2 separate regions of the Mus musculus genome follow, and region 1 is linked to region 2. The links are chromatin contacts, called in public promoter capture Hi-C maps. All regions are on one chromosome and are shown on one strand. Each heading gives the region's core, a stretch centred on a gene start, on an enhancer-like site or on the middle of the called end of the contact. The rest is flanking DNA. Distances are from core to core; before and after follow the strand shown.

Region 1 (7,584 bases), core at 4,782-7,281, 310 kb before region 2:
TCTTTAGGTCCAGTATTGACAGAGCATGTGTAAGACTGATAAAATCCTTCCCCAAACTCAGAGTTTTTGTGCCATGTATAATGAATATCATGTGGGGATTTTTCTGCTTTTGTCTGTATAGTGATATTGTTTATGTGTTACAAATGTGTTCACATACACATGTCATAGACATAGATTCTACCAATTCATAAATTTCCCCTAGGAGCTATTAACTGTACATTTATGGTCATAAAACTTTTTAAATTATTTTCCTCAGTCAACTTGGCAGTAAATTAAAACAAGAATGGTGGTTAGAGACAAAGAGTAGCAGCTCTGAAAATCCTCTAACTATGCTGCATTTGCTTTCCCCCATGTATTCATGTAAGACTCCTTTTCTCCATGTTTGCTCTTTTCTGGGAAGATAATGTTTATGGATTACATCCCAGTATCGACTGTCTTCGACTTCGACTTTGTGGGGGAGGTGACAGAGAGAGGAATGAGTGTGACGTCAAATTGATGGTTGTTCACTTTTCCTGGTCCATTCTAATGACAACAAACTAATTGGGCTTTGCACCTCTATGAAATGAACTGGATATGACTTATCTCTGAATTCCTTGGCTTTATAATGATATATTTGTTTCAGCTGTGTCCTATTACTATAAGCAGTAAGTGCATAATACAATTTTACTAGAACATAAATCTTCAGGCTCCTGTAGGAGGGAAACAGCCTGCTAAAAGGCTCCAGATCACTTTTGGGTTACAAGGCATAAGAGGAGGCAATGTAGGAATATTTTTTTTCCTTGTTTATGTCACTGATCTTTAAAAATGTTTAATTGCCTTCAGGTGCATTGCTGTGCTGTGGCCTTATAAAAATATACTGTTTGGGCTTTGCTGGGCTTTCTCTCTGAAGCAGACTGGGGAAAAAAAAAAAAAGAAAAAGAAAAGAAAACTGCTTTCACCCCTACCAAATTGTATGCATGCTTGTGATACTCATACAGGAGAATAGCAAAAAAAAAAAAAAAAAAAAAAAAAAAAGTTATCAACTCACATATAACAAAACGGAAGGCTTTCATTTCAACTTATTTAGTCACATCAGCAGTCAGAAACCTAGGTACAGAAATCAGGAAGCACATAACCGGTGGGATTTTGATCACATGAAAAATTAAAAGGTCCTCTGGCTACTATTTTTTGGAAACATGATATTACACTTGCAGGGGATTCAGTGGTGGTAGATATTCCAGGTTGTCTTGCGATAGTGCAGCACCACTTAAGGAGTGGAATTTGTTCCCTGTTTTCTTGGCTGAACTTCCTTTGCCCTTCCTTCTTCCTTCATAGGGAGCACTCTCTCGCCTTTGCAGAGAGTGGTGAAACAGCATCTATGTTTTGCTTTGCTTTTCCAGCTGAAACCAGGAGCGCCCATAGTGAAGACAAAGGGCTCTCTTGTCGATCACAGCTGTTTCAGAGCAGTAAGTTCAGAACAGATGGATTCTTTTATTCAGGTTGTCCTACCTACTATTATAGCAAACATCCACAGCACCTTCTCCCGAGCCTTTCAAACTTGAAACAGCAACCGGCTTTGTACAGAGTAGTAAACAACTTTAAACCAATTATTAGTGCGCAGGCTCCTCTGCTCAAAGCAATTCAGAGAACGAGGCTTCCATTAACTAGTTTCTGTAGAAACACAGTCTAGACCTCCAGTTCTTATTAAGAAGTGTTTGGTGGTAAGTAATTTACAATGTCTGTTGTTTGAACAACATAACATTCAACTGAGAAAACAGGAAACCGAAACCTGAAATATTCTTCCCCTTTATTTTTATTTTACTAACAAGATAAGAAAACATTTCGAAACCCTACTTCTAGATTTTCTACCTGTAAAGAGAAAGGTAAATTGTAATAACTAAAGTTCTATTGAAGTAGGCTTCGCTACTAAACTTTAAGGATGTAGAGAGGAAAGTAATATTGAAGTGTATTCGTTTTCGTCTTTTCAGTATTTCTGTTCACTCCAGGGGAATGTTCACATGTAGGGAACTAGTGGGCTGAGCCCTGTAAACTGTGGTTGGAAACAGAAAGGAGAGTTAGGCAAGAGTAATCAAAACAAGCTGGCTTCTGTCTTGTCCTCAGAACTCTCTACAATCAAAAACGGTGCCAACACTAGTCGAGCACATTTGCCATGGAGAGGAGGTTCACGCTGCTTTGTAGAATATTTTGGTTATTTGGTATATTTTACATACATAGGGGTTCTGTTTTGTTTTGTCATAGGGTAAAAAACTATGGTGATGGTTCTTGAGTTTCAGGAGATTTCTCATTTTCTAAATGATACTCCTAAAAGATTTTTTAAGTGCCCCTCCCTGTCCCTGTCCCTGTAAGGATTTATTCAGTTCTTTCTATTCATTTCTTTCTCCTTAGATTCACTTTAATATCGAAGCATCATGGTAACCAGGTGACACAGAACAAACTCTTCTGGAAGATGTGTGCTGCCCTACTTATGGTAGCCATCGGAATGTTTTAAATGCAAGAGTTTAGATGTACTTTAAAGCAAAAATATGAGAAAGTAAAGCCAGTGTACTAACTCAATGGACATTTTTGATTAATAATCATAAATTTTTGTCTGTGGGTAAATGCTGCACAATTACTATTTTTCAAATAAGGACACAACTGTTTTTCTTGGTTATATGAAAATTTGTATAGTTAAAAATTTGAAATCAGTGTCTAATAATGGTCTGAAATTAGATTTCTATCTTTATGAAATGTAATATGTCAGCTATCAGCATGCATTAGCTATCATGAAGTTAAAAATCACTGCATTTCCAATATAACATCAAGTTGGGATGTTGGTTTAAAGTCATTTAGTACTTTCATGTAATATCTACATTCTCAAATACCAAAGAGGCTTTATATAACTTTTTAAAAGACTCAGTTCTTTTTTGATCTTCATAAGTCTTTCATTTTATGAGTCTACTATATATACGTATATGTGAATTATATATATGTTATTCACTTATATATATGTATATATATATATATATACACACACACACACACACACATATATATGTATATATATATATTTTTTTTTGTACATGTATATCTGTTACCAATTGTGTGCCTGAGCTAGAGCAGCCAGAAAAGAACCCTGGATCCCCAAGAATAGCAGTTACAGAATTTTGTGAGCTGCCACATGGGTGCTGGGCAGTGAACCTTACTCCTATGCAAAAGCAAAGAGTTTTTGTTTGTTTGGTTTTTAAACCACTAAACCATTTCCCTAGTCCCATTATTCCTGGGATGTTAGTAAATATATGTATTTATTCTTTGAAACTAAGAGCAATTTAGCCTTCTTTTCTAAAAATTAACTTACATCATTCTAAAAGAGCCTTTGCAACTAAGTTCAAATGTCACTTCTAAGTTGCTTTCAAAAGCCTTTAACAAGATGGCAAGGTCTTGTTCCCCATCAAAAGCTGCATATTTCAGACTGTTTCAAACGCAAGTGTTTTCTGCAAGGAAATTCTCTGTTTCTCTGAGAAATCTAAGGCCAGTTTTATTATGTACAGTGCGTGCATTTTATCTTACTGGATATTAAGTGCAGAATAATTAGGCTGATATAGATGTCAGGCAAAGTAGGCTGGGCCAACTGGCATTTCCAGATTTTTCAATCTGGATAATTCTCAAGTGAGTAATTATAAATAAATTACCAACATCCTAGCTTTTATGAATATATACCACAGAAGTGTCTATTATATTTACTTATAAATCATTTAATTATTAAACATCAATGTAATGACTGTAAGATTTTATCTAGATATGAAAACTTAAACTGTGTTTCTCAGAGATAGCTAAAAAAGAAAACTGAAATGTGATTGAAAATAATTCTGTTTAATTTTCATATTTTGGGCTTTTTTTTTTTTTTTTTTGTCTGAAATGTAGTAAGATGTTTACCATGTACTTGAAAGTAGGCGTGAACAAGTGGTCTGCTTGAGACTCTCCATAAGAAAGACTACACTCCTCTCCTGTTTCTTTGCTAGTGTTCTTCTCATTCTGTCATAATGACAAAGTGGCCTTACCTGTGAAGAGGACCCTCTATTGGGAAAACAGCCCCCAGTGGATTAGACTGTGGAACAACCCGGGTGCATTTTGCTGATGACAACTCATTGTAGGTGGGCCATTTTTGGGCTGGTCATCCAAATTGCTCTAAGGAAGCAGCCTGTCCAAGACATGAGTAAGCCAATAAGCAGTACTTCTTCCTAAGCTCTATGGCAGTTGCTGTCTCCTGGTTCCTGCCTTGAGTTCCTGTTCTGACTTCATTGGGTTACTACAAGTTCTAAGAAAAAAATAAATCCTTTTCTTTCTAAGTTGCTTTTGGTCCTGGTGCTTTATTACAGCCCTATCAATTCTAAGAAATTCTCTGAGTCCCTTAAATTATAGACACATGAATGAAACTATCCGTCAAGGTGCCAAAAGCTGGAAGGGCTAACTACAGATATCCACATATGGGAATTATCTCAAATGTTAGCATTTGACAGAAAAAAAAAGTAAATGAAAATAAGATATATTCAAACAGATTATATGGTTAAATTAAATAAGAATACTTTCCATCTAGCATTGCCTTGATATATATTGGTGTTTTATGCCTATCAATTTTGGTAACACTTTGTAATTATTGTTTTCAATATTATTGAAATATATATTGTTTATTTGTAGTAATAAAATACATTATTTAGTTACCTGCATGGTTTGTGCTGTGATTCAATTATAGAGACAGCATTTTCTCTTTCATTATTCTTTGGATGTTTTAGATCTTTATTAATTATGCAATACAATACTGTGGTAAAGTGGTCAATTGGAGTACAGAACACCTGAACTTAGTTCTTCTGTGTGTCAATACCTGTTATGTAAATGTCCTTTACTGCTTGTACTACCAGCCTTCTAATCTCCAGTTAGAACTATTCCATATTCATCTCAATTCAGTTTTATTCATTTTCTACAACTGATAGAATTTTATTATTTTGTAAAGCTTAATAGCATTCCATTGTATATACACATGCATGTACACACAATTTGTTTTGTTTAATGATGTTGAACATCTAGGTTGATTCTGTATTTATCTCTACTGCAAATAAAACTCTATCAAACACATTAATATGGCTAGTTTTTTAATGTGCTAGTGTTTTTTCCTTGGGATATATATATATATATATATATATATATCCTGGACATATATCTTTTATATTTTCCATACTGACTATATTAATTTAGATTTCCCACAGACTACAAGTATTTAAATGTATTTTCCTCTATATCCTCTCTGGCATTATATTTTGTGTTTGTGAAAATAGGCGAAATAAGTAGAATAGGATGGCTGGTATTCCAGAGTATTTCATAACAATATTTTCCTAACGGAAATCTAATGTAGTTGGACGAAACTTGATTTTTTTTCTTACATATAAAATCAATTGTCAAACCAGTGTGATTGAAACATTTTGTCACAGGGATGAGCCACTAAAGGTTGCATGAAAAGTGAGGGTAATGACTGTCTTACTTTAAATTTACATAAACTAACTTTCACAAATGCTATCTCATTTTTTTTATAATTTAGCTACCATTTTAATAAATTGCTTTCTGACAAATATTCTAGAAATATAAGAATATTCTAATCATGTACTCGTTTTCTTGTTTCTACCACAGTGGTTTATTAAAACATGTAATCTGTTCTTCAAAGAACATTAGCATTACTAAGAACATAACATTAGAAATGAAAGAAACTTGAGTGATCATTTTTAATATTTACTTTTTGACAAATAATATAAATCAGATCCATGCAAAAGATTTATGTACTAGGAATATAACACTGTCTAAGAGAATAATGTGTTGATTGTCGTGAGTTTGATATTTATTTTGATTTCTATGGGACAAAAAAAAACATCTTTAGGTTTAACACAGTTCACCAGTAGGTTCAGGAGACTATAGTCCACTGATCAGTTAATAATTGACTAAGAGTAGCTGTTAACAACACGCAAAACATGGAGGTGTGCCTAAAGTCTTATAATTATCACCCTGGGGAGTTTATACTCATGGGGCATTTTCAGTAGGTAAACAGGGGAGCGGCCTTAGGGAAATGAACATTGTTCATCATTTCTTAAGCTTACCACAACTTAATTTCTTTCTCACATTACGTTGTGAGCTACCCAGGGACATCATCCTTTTAAAGACTTTTCGGTTCTGATTCTTCATCTGAGAAAACTCATTTAAAGCTCCGAGAATTTAAAGGTAAGATAAACTTGGTTGTGTTTCTTCCATAAATATATCAGCTGTGACTTTTTAAGGTGTAGATTTTGAAAATATGGATTATTAAATTTATATGTAATACTTAAAAGATCGAAAAATTATAAAACATCCTTTTGTGATCTAAGAAAGTCCTTGTTCTGTGTTCTGTGATTGTCAGATACTGATCAAATCACAGATATTCCACAAGGTTTAAAGAGCAGTACCTAAATTATCTTATGATAATTTCATACTTAGAAATCACTCTAAATGAAATATCACTTTCTATATAATCAAGTAGAGCATAAGATATTACTTAAATTATTAGTAAGGTAGGCTTATATTTTCTAAATTATCTCATATGCTTTTTAATATACTGTATTTAATATGTGTGTGAAGCTCATTATTATGGAATACAATGAGTAAAATCAACCTCGTTGAGACAGTTTATTCTTCCCCAGATTCTTAACAGAAATTCATACCATTTCACCTTTGTTTTTCCTTTGCCAAGAGCCTTGGCATAACTTGGAGTTTCTCTTGTAATACTTTGTATTATTTGTTGTTCCAAGTCTTATAATACAAATTTAAAATAGTTAACATTACAGGACCTACACTTACCTTGCTCTAACCAAATTCTGTCATTTGTTGAAAGCAAGTACTTTTGGGAGGATTTCCAAAGAATACTTAATATTTCCTTGTTATTTTGCTCCTTAGCTAAAATGAGATAGTTGGAATTGACACATAAGAACCTTGTATGAACTGAATAATACACTATATATATTTTAAAGAATTCCAATTGTGCATGTTTATGACCTAGGCTCTTCATACATATTATGTTTGTATAGCTTAATGTTCTTATTGATCTTCTAACCGTGGGAGCAGGATTGTTTCTGACTTTTTTGTTTGCTTTGTTGACCCTTTTTCTCCTATTGGGTTGTTTTCTCCAGCCTTAATATGAGGGGAGGTTTCTAGTGTTATTGGAGCGTGATATGTCTTGATTAGTTCATATCCCTGGGAGGCCTGCCCTTTTCAGAAGTGAAATGAAGGAGTGGATCTGGGCTGAAAACTAGGATGAGCCTGGGAGGGAAGGATGAAGGGGGAAACTATGGTTAGGATGGAATGTATGATAGAAGAATAAAAGTTATTTTATTCTTTTTTTTCCTGGAGTCTTCCACTGCAATTAGGCTTCACCAATAGCTTCAGAAAGGCTCTCTTCATGGTGCCAAGCCTCAACTCCTTTTCATGACCCCATTTGTCCTGGGTGAGGTTGTACCTTCACCAATGGCCTATCCTGTCCTCTCAAAACCTACACTCACAGTGACACACTTCCCCCAATAAAGTCACACCCAC
Region 2 (6,954 bases), core at 1,381-3,880:
ATGGAAGAGAGGGTTGATACCTGCCCACCTCAAGTACTATTAAGGTTAATTTTAATTATAAAGGCTTTGTATCTTTTATTTGGGAACTGAATGGAATGATCAAGTATAGGTAGAAATTCCCCCATTAAATATTTACCACAATAGTATAAAGCCATATCCTGAGTAATGGCTAGACCTCTCATTCTGAAGCTCCTGACTTCATCCATAGTAGCAATCACCTGTCAATAACTCCTCAGGAAGGGATGGGAATTCATGTGTCTCTATGGGCTATGGTCTTCAATCTTGGGCATGTTTTGAGCATACAGTCATTATTACTGGGATTTGTATGTGCAACAGTTCTTCGGTGTTCAGAAAATTTTAGCCACCACATCAATGTTGTGGAATCTCAACATATCCCTTTATGCTTTGGTACTATATTGAAGAGGCCAGTGAAATATCTGTTTTAATTTTCATGCTTTTCTGACTTTGCTGAAGAGAGAACTGAATGAGATAACTATGTCTCATGAAATTCTTACAGACTTGTTGTCAGGCTGTTTATGGTTTACTACAAATATACCACAAAATACTTGTCATACACTTATATTACAGAATTGGATTTCATGACTAAATGGATCAACACAGATTCAAACATTTTTCATTCATTATGTGCTGTGGACTGGACTCAATTGGTTTATCAACTCGCAGGGAACCAGGATTTCAGTAATCAGGTGAACAAGAAGTAGGTGGGATGACAAATAGGCATGAACACAAGGGAGTGTTGATCTGAATGTAATGTTTCAAAATGAGCATCAGATTTATATTACAGAAGAAAACTAAGAAGTTAGGTTACACATTAACCAAGGTACATCGAAGTTATCTGACACAAAACAGATAAAATGTAAAAATAAAAACTGTATACAAAAAGTCTGACAGGAACCAGGCAGTGTTTACAATTGAGATATGATCAGCCCCTTCTAAAAATTTGTTATTGACAGGAGCCAGGTGAGGATTTCACACCTTAGTCACAATTTATGCTATTCCTCTGAGCCTTGTGAATGCTTGCACCAGGGGGATTCTGCTCATGCTGACATTTTCATGAATAAAGCAATAATGTAGTTCCTCCTTAAACCACAACCCTCCTTCTTCCTAGGTTATTGTAAATTCTTGCATATGGGAGTAAGGGTCTGTATGGAATATCCTTTTGTCAGAAGAACTCACCAACGTCAGTTTAATATGCAATGTAGTCTACCATACCTGACTGTAGGGAGGATTCTAAGTTTACTATTTTCAACTTGCCCTGAGATTACTAACTCCTATTTGAAAAACTGTGAGATGCCTGTTTACTAACTGTCAACACTGGGACATTTCATCTGAATGAGGAACACTCTTACGAAATTCCAAGCCCAGGGTTGACTCCAGGACTCCGAGGACATTGGTGAAGGCCAGGAAGCAAAGTTCAGTCTAGCTTAGGTATTTGACACATTATTTCTCAGAGGTACCTATAATAAAACAATACTGAAAGAAAGTACACAGATCCATTCACCAACTAATGCAGGGACAAGTTGGAACATTTGTGTTACAGGATGCCAAGGCTCCAGGGCCCTAAGTTTCCATAAAACTTTTCTGCCTTGGGACTCATCGAAGTTTTTGGGGCTGCCATGCAGTCTTCACTGGTGTGTGTATAGCATTTCCCACTTTATATCTTTTAGATGAAGTTTCAGAATGTCCCACCTCAATCTCAGAAGAACTCTAAAGATAAGTGGAAACACAATGATTACTAATAAAATAATGTCAATTATAATAGCATGCAAGATTATATACTTAACCCAATCTAAGGGATTTAATACAAATAGATTATTTTTTAAATCTCTGGCTAATTTCTCAATGTTCTATTTATCCAAAGGACTTCTGTTAATATCTGAAATTTCTATCTTTAATTGCTGTATAATATGTGAAATATCTGTATTTTTCCACACTCCCTGCAAATGAGCCTTAGTCTTTCCCCAATTAATGGTTGCATTATAAGTTAATGGCATGACACATATATATTGAAATGAAGCACGACCTTTAGTAGCTAACCTAACCTTAATATTTGCTATAACCTGTCCCCATCTATTGTTAACATATCATCATAGAAAACTGTAGCTAACTTTCAAATATGTCTCTAAAACTGTCTAGAACCAGCCTTTTAAATGAAGTCTGTTATTTCTAATATTGGATTGATTATTAGAACAGTCCATGATTTAGTCAGAATAATTGGTCACATTAAAGGAAAGGGAAGAGTCATCATGACATTCAACTATGTAAATTAATAAGCTTTCAAGGCCATATAGAGGAGAATTCAGAGATCAGCCATATTATGATGTCACTAGTTTTGTGAGACATCTTAGAATATTCTAATATCCCATTAATAATTGAACATGACATCATTATTTCTTGGCTATTTGAAAACATGCCATCATAAGAGACGTGACTCACTCTCATGTAAACAGGGAATAATTGAAATCATTCTTCGATTCTTTTCCCAAAACCTTAGTTCTGGTCTTTTAATTATCAGCTCTGGGAAATGCAAGTTATAGTTTAACCTCTGGGCTGAAGCTTCTTGGATAAAAGGTCAAGCAGTGACAGAAGCAAATGAACTGTGAAGAGAAGGATTTTGATTTTCAGGATGCCTGGAAAGTGGATTTCTGCTCTGTTGCTGCTGCAGATAAGTTGCTGCTTCAGATCTGTGAAATGTGGGAAAGTGTTGGTGTGGCCGATGGAATTCAGTCATTGGATGAACATAAAAATAATACTGGATGAACTGGTACAGAGGGGCCATGAAGTCACTGTTCTGAGACCTTCAGCTTACTATGTTCTTGATCCCAAAAAATCACCTGGCCTTAAGTTTGAAACTTTTCCTACATCTGTCACTAAAGATGATCTGGAAAATTTTTTCATACAGCTTTTGAATGTGTGGACTTATGAGTTGTCAAGAGATACATGTTTGTCATATTCTCCTTTAATGCAAAATATGTTTGATGAATTATCTGGTTATTATCTAAGTCTTTGTAAAGATGTCGTTTCAAACAGACAGCTCATGACAAAGCTACAGGAATCAAAGTTTGATGTCCTTTTGTCAGATCCTGTTGCTTTTGGTGGGGAGCTAATCGCTGAATTGCTCCACATACCTTTTCTGTACAGTCTTCGCTTCACTGCAGGTTACAGAATTGAAAAATCCAGTGGAAGATTTCTACTACCTCCCTCTTATGTGCCTGTTATTCTGTCAGGATTAGGTGGACAAATGACATTCATAGAGAGAGTAAAAAATATGATATGCATGCTTTATTTTGACTTTTGGTTCCAGATGCCTAATGATAAGAAATGGGATTCATTTTACACTGAATATTTGGGTAAGTTACATTTTTTTTTCTAAGTTGCTTGAATACCTAAGTTTCACAAGTGTGTAAATCTTTATGTCCATGAAATAGAAAGTGTAAGAGTCCTTTATAAGTGATCAAATGTATAATGATATAAACTATCAAAGTCACAAGCTCTTGTAAATGCTCATATATTTGATCAAATAGGAGAAGGTATCGGTATCAGTACTGATAGAAGACATTTCGGTTAGCTATACAATTACATAGAGATGAAATTAGATGGTCCCTAAATGATTCTTTACCCATATACTGAAATGTTTTCTTCTATTTTAATAAGTCACTAAGCAGTTACCAATTAATCTTGATTAATGGAGATTCAAGAATGGCATATTTTGTTATATATATATATATATATATATACATATATATATATATATATATACATACACACATTGAATAAGTTATTTCCTCTTGCCTAGGCCAGTGTATTTATTTAAAATGAAAATGTAGGGTCAGAAAACATGGCCAAAGATTTAAGATTGTTTCTGTACAGAGCTCTGTGCCAGAGCTCTTTTCCTGGGACCACTCATATACAATGGCTCAAAATTGCCTGTAACTTCACCTTCAAGAGAACTGCTGTCCTTTATCATATCCACAGGCACTGGCATAAACTTAACATATACTCATGAAGACACACATACCTATAAATGAAAAGATAAAACATAAAATATTTTCTTTGTATATAACTATAAAATCCCCCACATCTTGAAAACTATTACATTATTTCTGAAGTTTAAAAGTGGAACAGAGCCAGGCGCGGTGGCCCACGCCTTTAATCTCTTGGAGGCAGAGGCAGGCGAATTTCTGAATTAGAGGCCAGCCTAGTCTACAGAGTGAGTTCCAGGATAGCCAGGGAAACACAGAGAAACCCTGTCTCGAACCCCCCCCCCCAAAAAAAAAGTGGAACAGATATTTCTACCAGTCCCCACATTTCCTTATTGGGTCCTTTCCTAAATTCAATTGCAAATGCCTAAATTCTACAGGGACCCGGACCCACATGCTATATTTTCTGAATTCACTTTTTTTTTTTTTCTCTTAAAAATGTACCACAGATAAGACTAGCCACAATTTCCTATTCTCATAATTCTGGATGTATTGAGATTGCTTTATAGTGTAAGTATTATTAAATAACTCAATATGAAATAATACTAGAATTATTAACCTCTTTCTTCCTTCCTTCCTTCCTTCCTTCCTTCCTTCCTTCCTTCCTTTCTTTCTTTCTTTCTTTCTTTCTTTCTTTCTTTCTTTCTTTCTTTCTTTCTTTCTTTCTTTCTTTCTTTCTTGGTTTTTCGAGACAGGGTTTCTCTGTATAGTCCCAGTTGTCCTGAAACTCACTTTGTAGACCATGTTGGTCTCAAACTCAGAAATCTGCCCACCTCTGCCTCACGAGTGCTGGGATTAAAGGCGTGCACCACCACTCCTGGCTAAATTCAGTCATTTATAAATCTTACATCTCCCTGAAAGGAATAAAAACTAGCTATAAACTATCATGACCCTGAGGATTCTGACCAGGATACACAGCATTTGACAGTTTTGGTCATGGAATGTGTGTTTATATTTACATAGTTTGGTTTTGTTTTTTTGAAGATTTGGAGAGGAAAAAAATGCGAGCTTCTTAATATATACTTAGTGAGTTGTTTCTGTAATTAATTACGGTTTTAAATTACAGAGGAAAGATGAAATAAGTCTTACGTAATGCTTTAAAAATAAACACAAAGCCAGGCAGTGGTGGCACATGCCTTTAATCCCAGCACTTGAGAGGCAGGGAAAGGCAGATTTCTGACTTCAAGGCCAGCCTGGTTTACAGAGTGAGTTCCAGGACAGCTAGGGTTATACAGAGGAACCGTTTCAAGAAACCAAAACCAAAACCAAAAAAAAAAAAAAAAAGAACAAACAAAAAACTTTTAAAAGTAAACACAAATTAACAGGTAACTATATGATCAACAAATCAGTTATCAATACAATATTACATTTTAAATGTACATGTTCTATATCAAATACCAATTCTTCCAACGTTTTTAAGGAAATATATTTTATACTCAGCAGACAGTTCTGTCAACTTTTCTCTGTCTAATTTGCTCATCTTCTCCATCTAGGAAGGCCCACCACCTTAGCTGAGACAATGGGCCAAGCAGAAATGTGGCTCATTAGATCCAACTGGGATTTGGAGTTTCCTCACCCGACCTTACCAAATGTTGACTATGTTGGAGGACTCCACTGCAAACCTGCTAAACCTTTGCCTAAGGTAAATATATTTTTTTATCTCTTTTTCATTTCATATCATTTCTGGTAAAATGATTCTACATCTTTCCTTACATTTTTCTCCCAATGATAGAGATATGTGGGAAGTGAAATTAAGATTCCTGGTAAGCAGAAGCTCTACAAACTGAGGAAAGTATATGGCAGATATGAAAAATATTCATATCAGTGAGTTCAGTCATGCAGTGACAGTACTAGAGTGACTCACCATTGGGTAAAGTGTTTACCAAGCAACCATGAGGATGTGAGTTTGAGTGCCAGTGCCCACATAAAAAGTTTAGTGTTCTAGCATAGCATGCATGAGCTGAAGAAACAGGTTAATACTGAGGATACTAACCTGATAGAATGGTGAGATTAATGTTCAATGAGAGACAGTCTCAAAAATAATATCTTAAAGTTAATAGAGTAGAACTTCTGATTTTATCATGACCTTTATTGGCTAAAACAAAGGTGGGGAATATGGAGACATTAAGAAAATACTCTCATTTATACACAATATCAGAAAATTGTCACACAGTATATATTTACCACGTGGTTATGATTATTTTATTAAGAACCAAAACATTTTATTTATCATAGGAGGAAGAATGCATTAACTTATCACATATGTACGTACCACAAGATTGATATTATTTCAGTAAACACTAGCTAATAATATTAAACTAGCCATCATAGTAGCAAATTAAACAGCAAGCAAACTTTATAAATTCTGCAGGATGAAAGATATAATGGAGCTACAATTTTACAAATATTGCACTCACTATACTTGCATTTCTTAGCTTTCATTTTGCCAGAGGAAAATGTTGAGAAGGTTTGTTGCACATATGTGAGTGCACTTCATACTGTTGCCTGTGGTGGGCTGTGCCAGCTCTGGCTTCTGTTTCTTTTAACACCACTATTCTAAAAACTCGTACTACTTCAATTTTTTCCCCTAGGTTTTTGTTTTGTTTTGTTTTGTTTTGTTTTGTTTTGTTTTGTTTTGTTTTGTTTTGTAAAATTTTCATGAGTGACTTCTCTACAATTGCTATTGTGTGATAAAACAAGTTCTTTATTCACAGGATATGGAAGAATATGTCCAGAGCTCTGGAGACCATGGTGTAGTGGTCTTTTCTCTTGGGTCAATGGTTAGTAACATCACAGAAGAAAAAGTCAACGCAATTGCATGGGCCCTTGCCCAGATTCCACAAAAGGTGAGGTAAAGTGCCCATGGTGGGAGAATGTATACTGCATCCATAAAAGTCCTTGGAAGGTCTGATTCTAGAATTGACTATGTGAAACCTAAACGTTTAGGTAAGCT

Evidence for each region. Promoter capture Hi-C pulls out the DNA fragments that hold promoters and counts their contacts.
Region 1: a promoter capture Hi-C map of pre-B cells shows a contact between it and region 2, with 2.5 times the contacts expected there. The contact joins the promoter of Sult1d1 here to the promoter of Ugt2b37 in region 2. A contact is called at or near these places in 2 of 39 promoter capture datasets (liver and pre-B cells).

What each region holds. Positions count from the first base shown.
Region 1 is chr5:87,567,453-87,575,036 of GRCm38.p6, reverse strand. Sult1d1 (sulfotransferase family 1D, member 1) reads left to right here and starts at 6,031. Exons shown (of 8, transcript NM_016771.3): 1 at 6,031-6,240.
Region 2 is chr5:87,250,464-87,257,417 of GRCm38.p6, reverse strand. Ugt2b37 (UDP glucuronosyltransferase 2 family, polypeptide B37) reads left to right here and starts at 2,630. Exons shown (of 6, transcript NM_053215.3): 1 at 2,630-3,371; 2 at 5,495-5,643; 3 at 6,716-6,847. The coding sequence starts at 2,648.